Regions from separate parts of the Macaca mulatta genome. Here region 1 is linked to region 2. A link is a contact called in public Hi-C data. All regions are on one chromosome and are shown on one strand. Each heading gives the region's core, a stretch centred on a gene start, on an enhancer-like site or on the middle of the called end of the contact. The rest is flanking DNA. Distances are from core to core; before and after follow the strand shown. Region 1 holds the start of DNAAF9 (dynein axonemal assembly factor 9). Region 2 holds the start of ATRN (attractin).

Region 1 (6,454 bases), core at 1,255-3,754, 71 kb after region 2:
TCCACTCATCTTAGCCTCCCAAAGTGCTGGGACTGCAGGCGTGCATCACCACGTCCAGCACCGTTGAATTGTTTTTAGAGCTGATTTTCAGAGCTTTTGCACCGATGGGAAGTTATCTCTAAATAATGGTCGTTACTTGTTCATGACTCTGGACTTGAGCTAAAAAACTGATCACTGCAAGCATAGAAAGAATTGAGAGAATTGTATTTGATAAATCTCATGATGGTGTCATTGCGTCTGTCATAAGTCCAAACTCATACCAAATGGTAACTGGGAATTGAATCTTGAGCTGTGAACTTTGAACTCGGAGAAAACAATAAATTGAACTCAATAGCTGATGTTTAAAAAAGTGAATTTCTTCTCTGCTTGCAAGGGACAGCTGTACTTGTAAGGTACAGCCTCTCTGAACAAAGCCAGAGCTAATCTTATAAAAGGTTTTGAAGGCCGGGCGCGGTTCACGCCTGTAATCCCAGCACTTTGGCAGGCCAAGGCTGGCGAATCACTTGAGGCCAGGAGTTCAAGACCAGCCCGGCCAACACGGCGAAACCCTGTCTCCACTAAAAATACAAAAAATTAGCCAGGCGTGGTGGCACAGGCCTGTAATCCCAGCTACCTGGGAAGCTGAGGCACAAGAATCGCTTGAACCAGGAGGCAGAGGTTGCAGTGAGCGGAGATCGTGCCACTGCACTCCAGCCTGAGCAACAGAGCAAGACTCTGTCTCAAAAAAAAAAAAAAAGAAAAAAGAAAAAAAAAAGAGAAAAAAAAGGAGCTTTAAAAAAGGCCAGGCGCGGGGTGGCTCAGGCCTGTAATCCCAGCACTTTGAGAGGCCAAGGCAGGCGGATCACCTGAGGTCAAGAGTTGAGACCAGCTTGGCCAACATGGCAAAACCCCGTCTCTACTAAAAATACAAAAATGAGCCGGGCGTGGTGGCGGGAGCCTATAGTCCCAGCTACTCGGTGGGCTGAGGTAGGAGAATCGCTTGCACCCGGGAGACAGAGGTTGCAGTGAGCCGAGATCGCACCACTGCACTCCAGCCTGGGCGACAGAATGAGACTCAGTCTGGGAAAGAAAAGAAAATGGTTTTGGAAACATTCGCCTTCAGGGATTGGCTGTCTTTCCCAAGCAGAAGTGTGGAGCGAGTGACTGACTCGGCTGTGTGTGTGGATACTGGAGTGCGGCAGTTGAATACCCACTGACTTTCCGAAGCCTGGTCGCTGGTATCAGGCACTTGTTGATTGGCTATTGTCGCAGGCCTAGAGCAGTCACTGATTGGCTGACTTTCAGAAGCGTGAGGTAGTCATTGATTTACTAAGAAGCATAGTTACCGGAGTGAGGCTATCGCTGATTGGCTGATTTTCAGAGCTGTTGCACCGACGAGAAGTGATCTCTAAATAACAGTGGTTATTTCTTCACGGCTCCGGACTTGAGCTAAAAAAGTATTTTGCTTTCTTGAATATGAAAGACAAGCACTTTAAATTCCTACTCCCTTCTGGTCTTCCCTCAGACAAACCTGAAGGAGACACCATAGGGATTGTCCACATCTTCATTAGTGAAGGAAGGATTTTCAGCCAGTGTTGTAATTTAAGTCATCTAGCACCAATTACTGTGGGAGAAAAATAGCTCCAATTATTGCAATTTATTGTAAAAAGATTAATATAGGACATTTAAGGCATTCCGACAAGGTCAACAAAGGACGCAGGACAATAGTCATTAAATACGTCCTGTATATACAGGACGCCTGCAACTATCAGTGAAGTATTTCCCAAGTTTCTTGTACATGTCCCTGCAGAAACCGGTAGAGCCAGGATCTTAACAGTAAAGGTTATAGGGGTCTTCTGGGATCCTGTGAGCCTCTAACGCTCATGCTCTGCGCAGGGCTGGGTGCGCACTGCTATGCTAACCCGAGGCCGGCTAGGAATCTACCGGACGTCTGAAGGGTGGGTGCAGAATTGATGAGCAGGAGGCGGGAAGACACCCGTTCCGGAGAGTAGGGAAGCGAGCCGGGTGCGGAGGAGGAGCGCTGGACCCGGGAGCCGGAGCGGAAGACTTCGCTGGAGGCGTGGGCTGGCCCGGCGGGGCGAGGCGGGGCGGGGCGGGCAGAGCCGGAGGGGCGGGGCCGGGCTGGGAGAGGCTCCGCCCCCGGGCGCGTCAGTGTGCGTGGCCGGGGGGCGCCGCGCAGAGCCCCGCTTTATGATGTCGGGCTTGAGGACGAAGCAGGGCGGCGCTGTGGCAACCCTCACCCTGCGGACACGCGCTCCCAACATCCGGCCCGGCGGCGTCGCCGCTTAAGAAGTGGGGTCCCTGTGGCAGTGCGCCGACCCCCAACTCCAGCCGCTCCCGACGCCCCCATCCACTCTTGGTGCGCGCGCGCCCCTCCCCGCCCCCGCCCCCGCCCCCGCCGGGCCCCGCGCGCCGCGCCCCCTCCCACCCGGCACGCCCTGCCGCCCCGCCCGGCCGCAGCCAGCCTGGAGCCGCCCCGCGGGCCACAGAGACCCTCGCAGCGGCACCGTCCTCCTCCGCCGCCCGCCGCCGGCAGCCCGCCGCCATGGACGTGTACCCCCCGCGCCGGCTGGGGCTGCCCCGCGCTCGGTCCCCTGGCGGCTCCAGCCGCGGGTCACCGTCCGTCAGGTACGCGGGGCGAGGCAGCCGAGGGTCGGCCGGGCGGGGGATGCGGGCTGTCGGGGTCCAGCGACGCCTCTCGCCGCAGGGCGTGGTGCGACATGGCTTCCTCGGGATGGTTCTTTCCTGAACAGCTCAGGGAGAAATGTTTTCCCAGGAACGGCGCCCTCTGTAGAGGCCCCACAATGGCTCCCCTTTGGACAACCCTGCGACGGTTTCCCCACAATGGCTCCCAGACAGACAACCCTGCAACGGTTTCCCCACAATGGCTCCCCTACAGACACCCCTGCAACGGTTTCCCCACAGTGGCTCCCCTATAGACAACCCTGCAACGGTTTCCTCACAATGGCTCCCCTATAGACAACCCTGCAACGGTTTCCCCACAATGGCTCCCAGACAACCCTGCAACGGTTTCCCCACGGTGGCTCCCCGATAGACAACCCTGCAACGGTTTCCCCACAATGGCTCCCCTATGGACAACAGTTCTCTGTGAAGACCGTGTTATGACGTCCTCACCCCCATAGAACGTTTCTCCCAGGAAAGATTCTTCTACACAGAACCCCACAGAGGCTTCCCTATAAATGACTCACTCGCCTTCCCCATGGAATGTTTCCCCCAGAAACTGCTACCTCTAGAGAACTCACACCTCCACACACACAGTAGCTCCCTTGTGTAGAATCCCCAAGTGGATTACCTAGAAAGCCCCCTGTCGTGGGTCTCTAGAGCCTTTGCCCTTGACAACGGCTTGCTTAGAGTGTCCCCCGCCCCCTACGTACATAATGACAGCATCTCCCCTATTACGCGTATCCCCAGCTCCCCCTGCCTCAGCCTGCATCGCGACGCCCCCTCACTCCACAATAGGGAGCTCAGGTTGGGAGGAAGTAGAGGTATTAGGGACGCAGGAGGAAAAGCTGGGTAAATAGGGGAAAGAGGCTTAGAGCCCCCGAAAGCGGCGGGCGCCGGGCCCCTTACCGTAGAGACACAGTCCCAGGCTACCTCGCTATGGGGAGGGGGTGATCGTGGGGAGGGCTCCCCGCCCCCTTTAGATATAGGAAGATCCGTTTCCGATTTCTGTGCCCTATGCCTTTGGTGCTGACCTTGTTAGTCTGGGCATTGTTTGTGATGGAGCTGTTGTGGGGCGCCGGCGCAGTGTGGAGGTTGGAATGATGGAGGGGTTGCAGCAGAGACCTTTGAGAGGGAGAGGGAGAGAGAGAATGCGAGCCATGAGCTTTGGTACCTCTAAACTGTCATTAAAACAGGAGAGGGTTTTGTTGTTGTTTGCTTTTTCTTATTCTGGCCACATAGCAAAGCAAATGTTGTATTGTTCCCTTGAAAGGAGGTTGCCAGTCTACCTGTTAGAACAGCTTTTCTTATATTCTTGTTATGGTACTTAAGGCATATGTTTTAACTTTGCTTGCTGATCTGTTTTTTGGGGTTGTTTGCTTTAACTAGACCAAATTATTGCAGAACAAGAAACTGATTCTTAGAAACCTGTTTCTTTTTTACTTCCCTGCATTCCTTTCCACATCCCAGAGTCCAATATATGTTTGTTGAACAAATAAAGGATAGGGAAGATGGGAGGTAGATACCAATGAAACATTGCATTTAGGAGTCCTAAATTGCTTCGAAATCTGTCAAGTGACATTTTTGAACTCCTGCTCTGCCCTTCAATGTAATTCCTTGTGGGCTTTACAGTTCCAAGTTTAACTGCTTGTGGTAACCATCTCCAATCCTTTGCAACATTTCTGCCAGTTTCACTGTCTGAAGCAAAGTATTTGAATTTGTATAGCAAAGTATTTGAATTGCATAGGATACTTTAGAACAGCCATCCGTTAAATCTAGGCTCTATGTAGACTTGAGGTTTATCCCAGATCGTCTTGTGCTTAGGAGTTTGGATTTGAGTCTATTGAGACCTTTAGGGGGAAAAAAATCATCTCTACCTTAGAATCCGTCTCTTAACTGCTGCCTTTCTTGTTTTTAATAGCATGACCATGTGCTTTTTATTTATTCTTTTAAAGTAGTGATTCCATGTTAACAGAAGTATGCTGGCTCACTTTACTGATCATACCCGCACTCCAAATCCTCTATCAAGTGGTTTGAATGAAACTTGTTTGATTTCAGACAAGGAATAGTGCAAGGAACCGCAAGGCCTAGCTGCCCAATACCTTTGGTGAAAGAAATTTGCTGAAGGCTTCCCTCCTTTCCCCACTTCTACATGATTGAACGTGCTTTTCTTGCCCATTCAAGCCTTTCCCTTACTCTTGACATTGAATGTTTCTAGCACTTTCCTGTCACCCATATATGGCTTGGCTGCTGACTGCTGAGTGATGAAAGGGGCAAACCTAACTGGTGAAGTGACATTCCTAAGACCCATAGATAGTTCTGCAAGTGTATGGTTCTAGCACGGTAGTTCATTTTCACAGATGGAGAATGGAGATCAAGAATTAAAATGTTGTTGCTCAGAATTAGAGGCTTCTCTTTAAGTATGTGATAGTCATCAGTGTTACCAGGTATTTTTGGTTTCTGTCTCTTGAGCATGTAGTAGAATTGTACTTGCTTGCTTCTTTGAAGTTAGGTATGGCCTTGAGAGTTGCTTTTGGTCAGTGAAATGCGTGGGAATACTGTGTAGCCTTTCATGGTACAAGCTTCTGTTGTGTAGTTTTCCATTCTCTTTCCTTCTGTCATGGTAGCTGTTGGGGCTGCAAATGGCAGCCACCCATCAGTTGAGGCCCCAGAGTGAGCTTCCAGGTGACCTGTGCTTGACAGGTAGGTTGAGCAAGAAGTGAAACACCACTGGGATTTTGGAATTATTACCAAGGTATAAACTAACCTATCTGGACCAATGCTAAGGAACCAGTGGAAATCTAGCTGAAATATACTTTCCTACTTCAAAATGTTTTTCTGTAGAGGGATCTGTTCCTGCTTGGGACTTCTTTAATAGCTTAAATTTCACTGTTTCTTTATATAAATAATGCAACAAGTACTGTGTTAGGTGCTGTAGATTCAGATAAATACGGCAGTCCCCTGCCCTCAAATAACTCTTGTAAATGGGAAGAGACAATAACAGTAAAAATCATAATATAGAATGGTGAGATATAAGTACTGAGGAAGAAATAGGGCCGAAGGAACAATAACACAAGAAGGCCTAGTCGGTTTTTGCCTCAGCTGTTGAAAGAATGGAGTTGCCATTTATTAGTATTAAGAACACTAGAAGAAGAAAAGACAGCGTAGCAGTGTCTTCCAAGTTCTGAGAGAAAATGGTTTCCTACCTCCGAGGTGGGAGAATAATCGGAAATAGACATCGAAAGCTGAATGAGATTGTTGATAGTGTGGTGAGAACTAATAATCAGGCTGGGCACGGTGGCTCACACCTGTAATCCCAGCACTTTGAGAGGCCCAGGCGGATGGATCACCTGAGGTCAGTAGTTTGAGCGTGGTGGCGGGCGCCTGTAGTCCCAGCTACTCAGGAGGCTGAGACAGGAGAATGGCGTGGACCTGGGAGGCGGAGGTTGCAGTGAGCTGAGAACGCGCCACTGCACTCCAGCCTGGGCGACAGAACGAGACTCCTTCTCAAAAAAAAAAAAAAAATTAACTAGGCATGATAGTGGGCACCTGTAATCCCAGCTACTTGGGAGGCTGAGGCAGGAGAATCACCTGAACCCGGGAGGCGGAGGTTGCGGGGAGCCAAGATCGTGCCATTGCACTCCAGTCTGGGCAACAAGAGTGAAACTCCATGTCAAAAAAAAAAAGGACTAATAATCGACAATTAGATTCGATAATGTGGAGGTCACTAGTGACCTTGACAAGAACAGTTTTGGTGCAGTGGGTTCAAGAG
Region 2 (6,670 bases), core at 1,324-3,823:
AATCTAAAAGCCTATAATGTCATGAAAATAGGAGTGAACTACGCCATTTCACAGCTCTTGGGCTAAAGGTCAAAATTCTCAATCCAACCTACAGATCTCCACTTGGCCTGGCTTCTGCCTTTCTCTCCAGTCTTGTCAAGCTCCCCTTTGCTCTCTCTGCTCCTGCCACCTGGTCTTCCATCCAGGCTGCCATCATCCCCTTCATCCCCAAGCCTCTGTACCTGCTGGCCCCTCAGCACCCCACCCCTCACGTAGGTAGTACCATCTCACCCCTTAGACTTCACATCACTTCCTCAGTGACTTACATTACCCCCAGACTAAGTCAAGACCTCTGTTTGTCTCCTGTTCTTTACCTCCACAGCCTTAAACAAAATTACAATAAAATTTTTGTTGGATTTTTTTACTCCCAAGCTGGAATATGAGCTCCATAAGAGCAGGACTGTGCCTGTCTTGCATACCACTGTATCTCACAACTTAAAACACAGGAGCCCTCAACAAATACATGTAGATTAATGAAATTCATAAATCGGAACACCCTAAGTTACAAAAGCAGCTTCACTGCATAGTGATCCTGAAGTCACTTGGTTTCTCCATCCATAAAACTAAAGAGCTCATCTGCTCAACGTTCTCTGAGTTCCTTAGAAGACCTAACATTACCTAAGTCTACGATTTTGTTATTCCAAACTCCTCTCTCACAACTCTCTTCCATATAGGCAGCAGCAAAAGTTTACTTTCCAGCCTCCACAACTTTGTTTGCACCCTTCTTTCCATCTGTAATTTTTTTCTAGCTCCACATTTCCAAATCCTACTTAATCTTAAATGCTCAAATCTAATGTTATCACCTCCTCAAAGTCCTCCTTGCATCCCTCCAGCTAGCCACAACCTCTCCATCCCTGAATTCCCACAGGCTCCCCATTGCCTCATTCAGGTCTCAGATCAAATGTCATTTCAAATGAGAACCTTCTCCAAAAGTCACCACGGGTTATAATTCTCTATCAGACCATGCTGTTTTTATTTTCTTGATAGCATTTACCATTACCTGAAATTAGCATGTTCATTTCTCTCATTTACTTGTTAAGTGCCTGTTGCTCCCACTAGAATGTTAAGATGGATGAGAGCAGGGGCCCTGTCTGTCTTGTTCACATTTCCCCACTCCCCCACATCAGACATGTGTCCAGTAAACTAAACACCTGCCAAACGCATGAATGACTCTATAACCCTTATGACTAGGGTTATGTGCGTAAGTTATCTTTCTCTTGCTATATTCCAAACTCCCTGTGGACAAGGCCAAAGTCTGGCTAATCTATTTGTCTGTATTATCTGGAAAATCCTTGCACAACTGAAGCAAATAACAGGTAACTGCTAATTAATTTATTGATTTCTCCAAGAGGAACTGCCCCAAACCAGGCCAATTCAGAACTTCATATTGTCCAGAAACCAAGGCAAATAGGAATCTCCTTCCATTCCCTCTTCACCACAGACCCTGTTCCAATCTGCCACCTCCAGTGAGCTTTTGCCAAAAGACTAGTTCCCTCACTTTCCTTTAGAAGGACCATTGGTCCTTACATCTCTAATATCTTACAATGCTACCCTTTCCCTTTTATCTCCAGCCAACAAAGCATTTCCAGGGCCCTGTTTCTTCAGAGCACCCCACATCTCCAGTGCATCGGGGAACTCATCGGGTCCTAGGGCACATGTGGATGTTAAAAGGAAGTGTTTAAGCAAACCTGGCTAGCTCACCTTTCCTTGGATACCTCATTTAGTTGAAACAGGCCGAGTTTTAGAGCGATCGGCTTTGATGCTCTTTGGGTCCCTCAGCACTCTTCCAATCTAACCCAAGCACACAAATACCGTCGGAGTGCCCCGACCCTTGCCCCACACTTTTTCACCTTCCAACAGAGGAAGACCCCAGGCCAGAGACGATGATCTCCTCGGAAGCAAATGGCCCTCAAACCCCATGGGGCGGCCCTACCCTCTCCACTTTCTGTCCAGCATCTGCCTCTGGCCTGGAGCTGTCTCGAACGCCCCTTAGCCCCAGCCTCCCACACCACCCGCCACTCACCTGAAGCGGCCCCCGCAGTGCTGGCATTGCTCGCCCACCCAGCCGGCGAGGCAGACGCACTGGCCGGTGCCAGGGTTGCAGCGGCCGCCGTTGACACAGGGCCGGTCACATTCCTTGGCCTCGGCTGCGGCTGAGCCCGACACCGCCGCCGCCGCCGCCGCGGCCTCGGCCTCGCAGGGCAGCAGCAGCAGCAGGAGCAGCGGCGGCGAGAGCAACAACAGCAGTAGCAGCAGCCGCGGCCGCAGCGGCGGCGACAGCAGCCGCGGAAGGCGCAGCCCGGCCCCCAGCCCCGGCCTCCCAGCCCTGGTCACGTCCCAGTCCCGATGCGGCCCGCCGCTCCTGCCCGCGAGCGCTGCCGTAGCCGCCGTCCTCCTCCTCAGCCTTGCCTCAGTCGCCGCCGCTGCAGCCACCATCTTCCCGGGGCTGAGACGGCGCCCCGCGAACACATACACACACACCGCACGGCCGGCTCCGCTTCGCCTGGCCGTGCGGGGCGGGGCTGTGCGGACGGTGGCTCGCGCGGTCCACACGGGGACCACAGCGGGGCGGTAGGCGGGGCCGGCGCGCGCGTGCGCGAGTCCGTGCGTGCCGGGGCGCAGACAGTGATCTCCGGCGCGCGCGGCGCCGGGCGCGGTCTTCTGACGTGGACTCTAGAACCAGCTGAAACCCGGCTGCGCTGTGCCAGCTCTAGGTTTTCACCTTCGCCTGTCGCCCCCGGCGGCGGGGTTGCAGCCCCACTGGATGCCTAGGAGCCGACCGCGTTGAGTGTTGCCCTCCAAGAGACCCGGCGCTTTACCCCAACTCCAGCTGCCGGACAGAAAGAGCACAGGAGGCTACGTCGGTCGCGGTGTGGTGCTGGGTGCGGTACTGTAGAAGTCAGGCCTCATTCGAGCCTCTGTAACACAGGAGTAAAGAAAGAACACATGTAGAACTGGGCATAGGCCGGGCGCGGAGGCTTACGCCTGTAATCCCAGCACTTTGGGAAACCGAGGCAGGCGGATCACTTAGCTCTGGGATCCGAGACCAGCCTGGCCAACAGGGTGAGACCCTGTCTCTACCAAAAACAGAAAAATTATCCGAGCGTGGTGGTGCGCGCCTGTAGCCCCAGCTACTCGAGAGGCTGAGGCAGGAGGATCGCTTGAGCTTGGAGAGGTCAAGGCTGCAGTGAGCTGCAGTCGCAGCACTGCACTCCAGCCTGGGCAACAAAACAAGACCCTGTGTCAGAAAATGAAGAACCTGGTATGTAGGCTGTGCTCAGTAAATGCCTAATAGACTGAAGACACACAGCCAGGCCTCTTGATAACAGACGGACTGTAGCTGACCAGACCCCCTACCTTTAATTCTGTAAAAGTTTGGAGTTACCTTGCTCCCCACAATTTGCCCTCCAACCATCTTCTCTGAAGAGAGGGCAACATAGAATTAGGAACTGGGGCTCCCATAGACCTGCCCCTTCTTGTCTGGTAGTTGTTACTCTGGCGTCCCTCAATGAGACATGTCTTCCATCAATGTAGCCTTTTATGGTTTTGACCCTGGAATCTGGACTGGGTCATGATTGAGACCATAAGAAACCGTGATTCAGCTTCACCAACAGAAGAAGGTGGTAGGAGTGGCAATGTCTTGGTTCTAACTCTCAGCTTAAAAAAGATCTGGCAAACTTGGCCGGGCACGGTGGCTCACGTCTGTAATCCCAGCACCTTGGGAGGCTGAGGTGGGCAGATCACGAGGTCAGGAGTTCGAGACCACCCTGACCAACATGGTGAAATCCTGTCTCTACTAAAAATACAAAATTAGCCGGGCGTGGTGGCACGCACCTGTAATCCCAGCTACTCAGGAGAGTCGCTTGAATCCGGGAGGCAGAGGTTGCAGTGACCCGAGATCACGCCACTGCACTCTAGCCTGGGGGACAGAGCAAGACTCCATCTCAAAAAAAAAAGACCTGGCATCGTTGATTTTGAGCTGTTGGTGGTCATGAGCTGCTGCCCTTTAGCCACCCTGCTGTAGAGAAACCACGTGCAGAGACCACTTGGACTTGGAGAGGGAGAGCTGGGCCACTAGGCTGGTGGAGCCATCCTAGCTAAGGGATCAGTCATTGAGTGAAAAAGTTGTCTGGGTTGGGTTATTCCAACCATCTGGGCCGTTCCATGTTACCCACAACAGTAACAGGTCTTTCCTAACTGACTTATCCAAAATGAGAAATAACTCATTTATCATTTAACCCTTAAATGATGAATTATTTATAATTTTTCATAAATTATGATTTATGTTATTTTAAGCCTCTTAAGTTTTAGAGAGATTTGTTACTCACTAATAGATAAGCAGAGCATTGTCTGACATAACGCTTGTGCTATGAGGAATATTCCTATGGCACCTACCTCAGAATTTGAGCACCTTACAGTCCCTGAGAAACAAAGAAAAACCCTCGTAGACCTGTGGAGCCTCTCAGCTTTACCTCAGAGCATTGAATTCTAAGGTTCTAAGATGGACTTCCACACTCATACCCAGGTCCCACTCTCATACTCAAGTCCTGACTGTCCTCACTGCATCTTCTTCAAGCCTGGTGAAGCTGAATTGCACAAAAGCCTCACCCCCTGCTATACATCCACACATACTCCCCATTCCTACAGGAAAACTATTATTTGGCCTAGGCCCTAGCACTGACATTCTGGTTTGCAGGTTATGTTTTTGCCATGTAGGGTAAGGCAGAGAAATTGAAGACATGGCCCTCCCCTCTGGCAGGACCCCATCAGATGGGGGAGGCTGGCATAGGCCATGCCCTAGCTATAGGAGACATTGCTCCCCCTACTCTTCCAGGCCAGAAGTGAACCAGCCCTTTCTTTCCCTTCCCTCCCCACAGCAAGACTGAACCCAGACTGTGAAGTTTCACATGATTTTACCAACATTCAGGGATAACAGAAAAGGTGTGCATCTGAAGAACAGCAATCTCTAGACTAGATATTGCTACTCTGAAGCCTTAGAATCTTGCTGCAGCAAACATTCTTTCTTACTTCCTTAATCTACTCCTTTCTCTGGTTCTTTTTCCATAGCTTTCGAACATGCTGAAATTATTTTGTCCTTAAAAAACAAACACGCTGGGTGCAGTGGCTCATGCCTGTAATCCCAGTGCTTTGGGAGGCCAAAGTGGGAGGATCACCTGAGGCCAGGAGTTTGAGACCAGCCTGGGCAACATAGTGAGACCTTGTCTCTACAAAAAGTTTTTTTAAAAATTAGTCAGATGTGGTCATGTGCACATGTAGTCCTAGCTACTTGGGAGGCTGGGGCAGGAGGATCACTTGAGCCCAGGAGTTTGAGGCTGCAGTAAGCTATGTTTGGACCATTGCACTCCAGTCTGGGCAACAGATCAAGACCCTGTCTCTAAAAACAATTAAAGAAACAAAATCTTACCTGCTATCTTCTTTTTCCTTTACTGCGTTTATCAAAGAGTCCCCTACACATTCTACGTCTGTGTGACAGATTAAAGATGGCTGCAAATTCTCTTACATTCCTTCTGTGGAGAGATCAGGTCTAATCCTTGGCCCCACCCCCACCCCCAGCCCTACCCTACTTTTTGAATCTAGCCTGGCCTTAGTGATTTGCTTGACTGATAGACTATGGTGGAAGTGATGTACTGGGATTTGTGAGGTCCCAGAAATGGGACCTTGTGCTAGGTCATAAGAAGTCTTGCAGCTTCCTCCTGAAGTGTCTTGGAACACTAGCTCTGGGAAAGCCACCTTCCATAAAAGATGTCCAGCTACCTTGAGACCACCAGGCTGTGAGGAAGCCAGCCCCCAGCCATTCAAGTCTTCCCAGTTGGGACCTCATACAATCATGAAGCAGGGGGGTGCTGTTCCTGCTGAACCCACCCCAAACTGTAGATACGTAAGCAAAATAAATGAGTGTACTTGTTTAAGCCATGAGCCAACTGGGGACAGTTTGTTACACAACAATAAATTACCAGAATACTCTGTATCCTGGTTCCTCCAAGGACAAGAATAAGTCTCGTGATGGGGACTTGATTAAGAATTAAGAATGACAGTATAATTGTATATAAATATATAATCTACAACTAGTCATCTATATGTAATACACTAGTATCATTGTCCAGTTGCTTCTCATAGAGGAGGTTGCCGTAGTCATCGTAGCTTCAGAAGTGCTTCTGTTGGACCCCACGTGCCTTATCACAAAGATTATGCAGCTCTTCTGCCTGAAATCCCTTTTTTTCCACTGGTCCTTGTCATGGTGGTCATTTCCAGGTCCCAGAAACTGTAATGCCAGTGGCAAAGAACACCCAGGCTTTGATACAAATTGCTCTAAGTCCAGACACTAAAATAACAGTTCTTGCCAACTGCAAGAGCAAAAGGGTTTGTATCCACTTGGTTAGTGCAGGCTGGTTTGAAGGTGCCTGTGCCTATTCTTTTTCACTCAAGTAAGGCATCTTACTCACCTTGGTCCTTTTTCTGATTTCCTGCCATCCCTTCCTGTATCTTTGCTTGCATTGTCTCCGAGTCATGGACATAGATAGATTTTATAATTTTTGACTTTTACTCATGCAGTGTCTTTGGTCAGATTCCCTAGAGGCAGAATCCTGAAACAGGATCTGAGTGCATAGTT

The links. A called contact is a pair of places that touch in the nucleus more often than the background predicts.
Region 1: a Hi-C map of fetal cortex germinal zone shows a contact between it and region 2, with 2.0 times the contacts expected there. The contact joins the promoter of DNAAF9 here to the promoter of ATRN in region 2. A contact is called at or near these places in 3 of 14 Hi-C or Micro-C datasets (cortical neurons, fetal cortex germinal zone and fetal cortical plate).

The regions. Positions count from the first base shown.
Region 1 is chr10:80,667,240-80,673,693 of T2T-MMU8v2.0, forward strand. It overlaps DNAAF9 (dynein axonemal assembly factor 9), which reads left to right and starts at 2,505. Exons shown (of 38, transcript NM_001194506.3): 1 at 2,505-2,628. The coding sequence starts at 2,546.
Region 2 is chr10:80,595,699-80,602,368 of T2T-MMU8v2.0, forward strand. ATRN (attractin) reads right to left here and starts at 2,574. Exons shown (of 29, transcript XM_015149430.3): 1 at 2,063-2,574. The coding sequence starts at 2,475.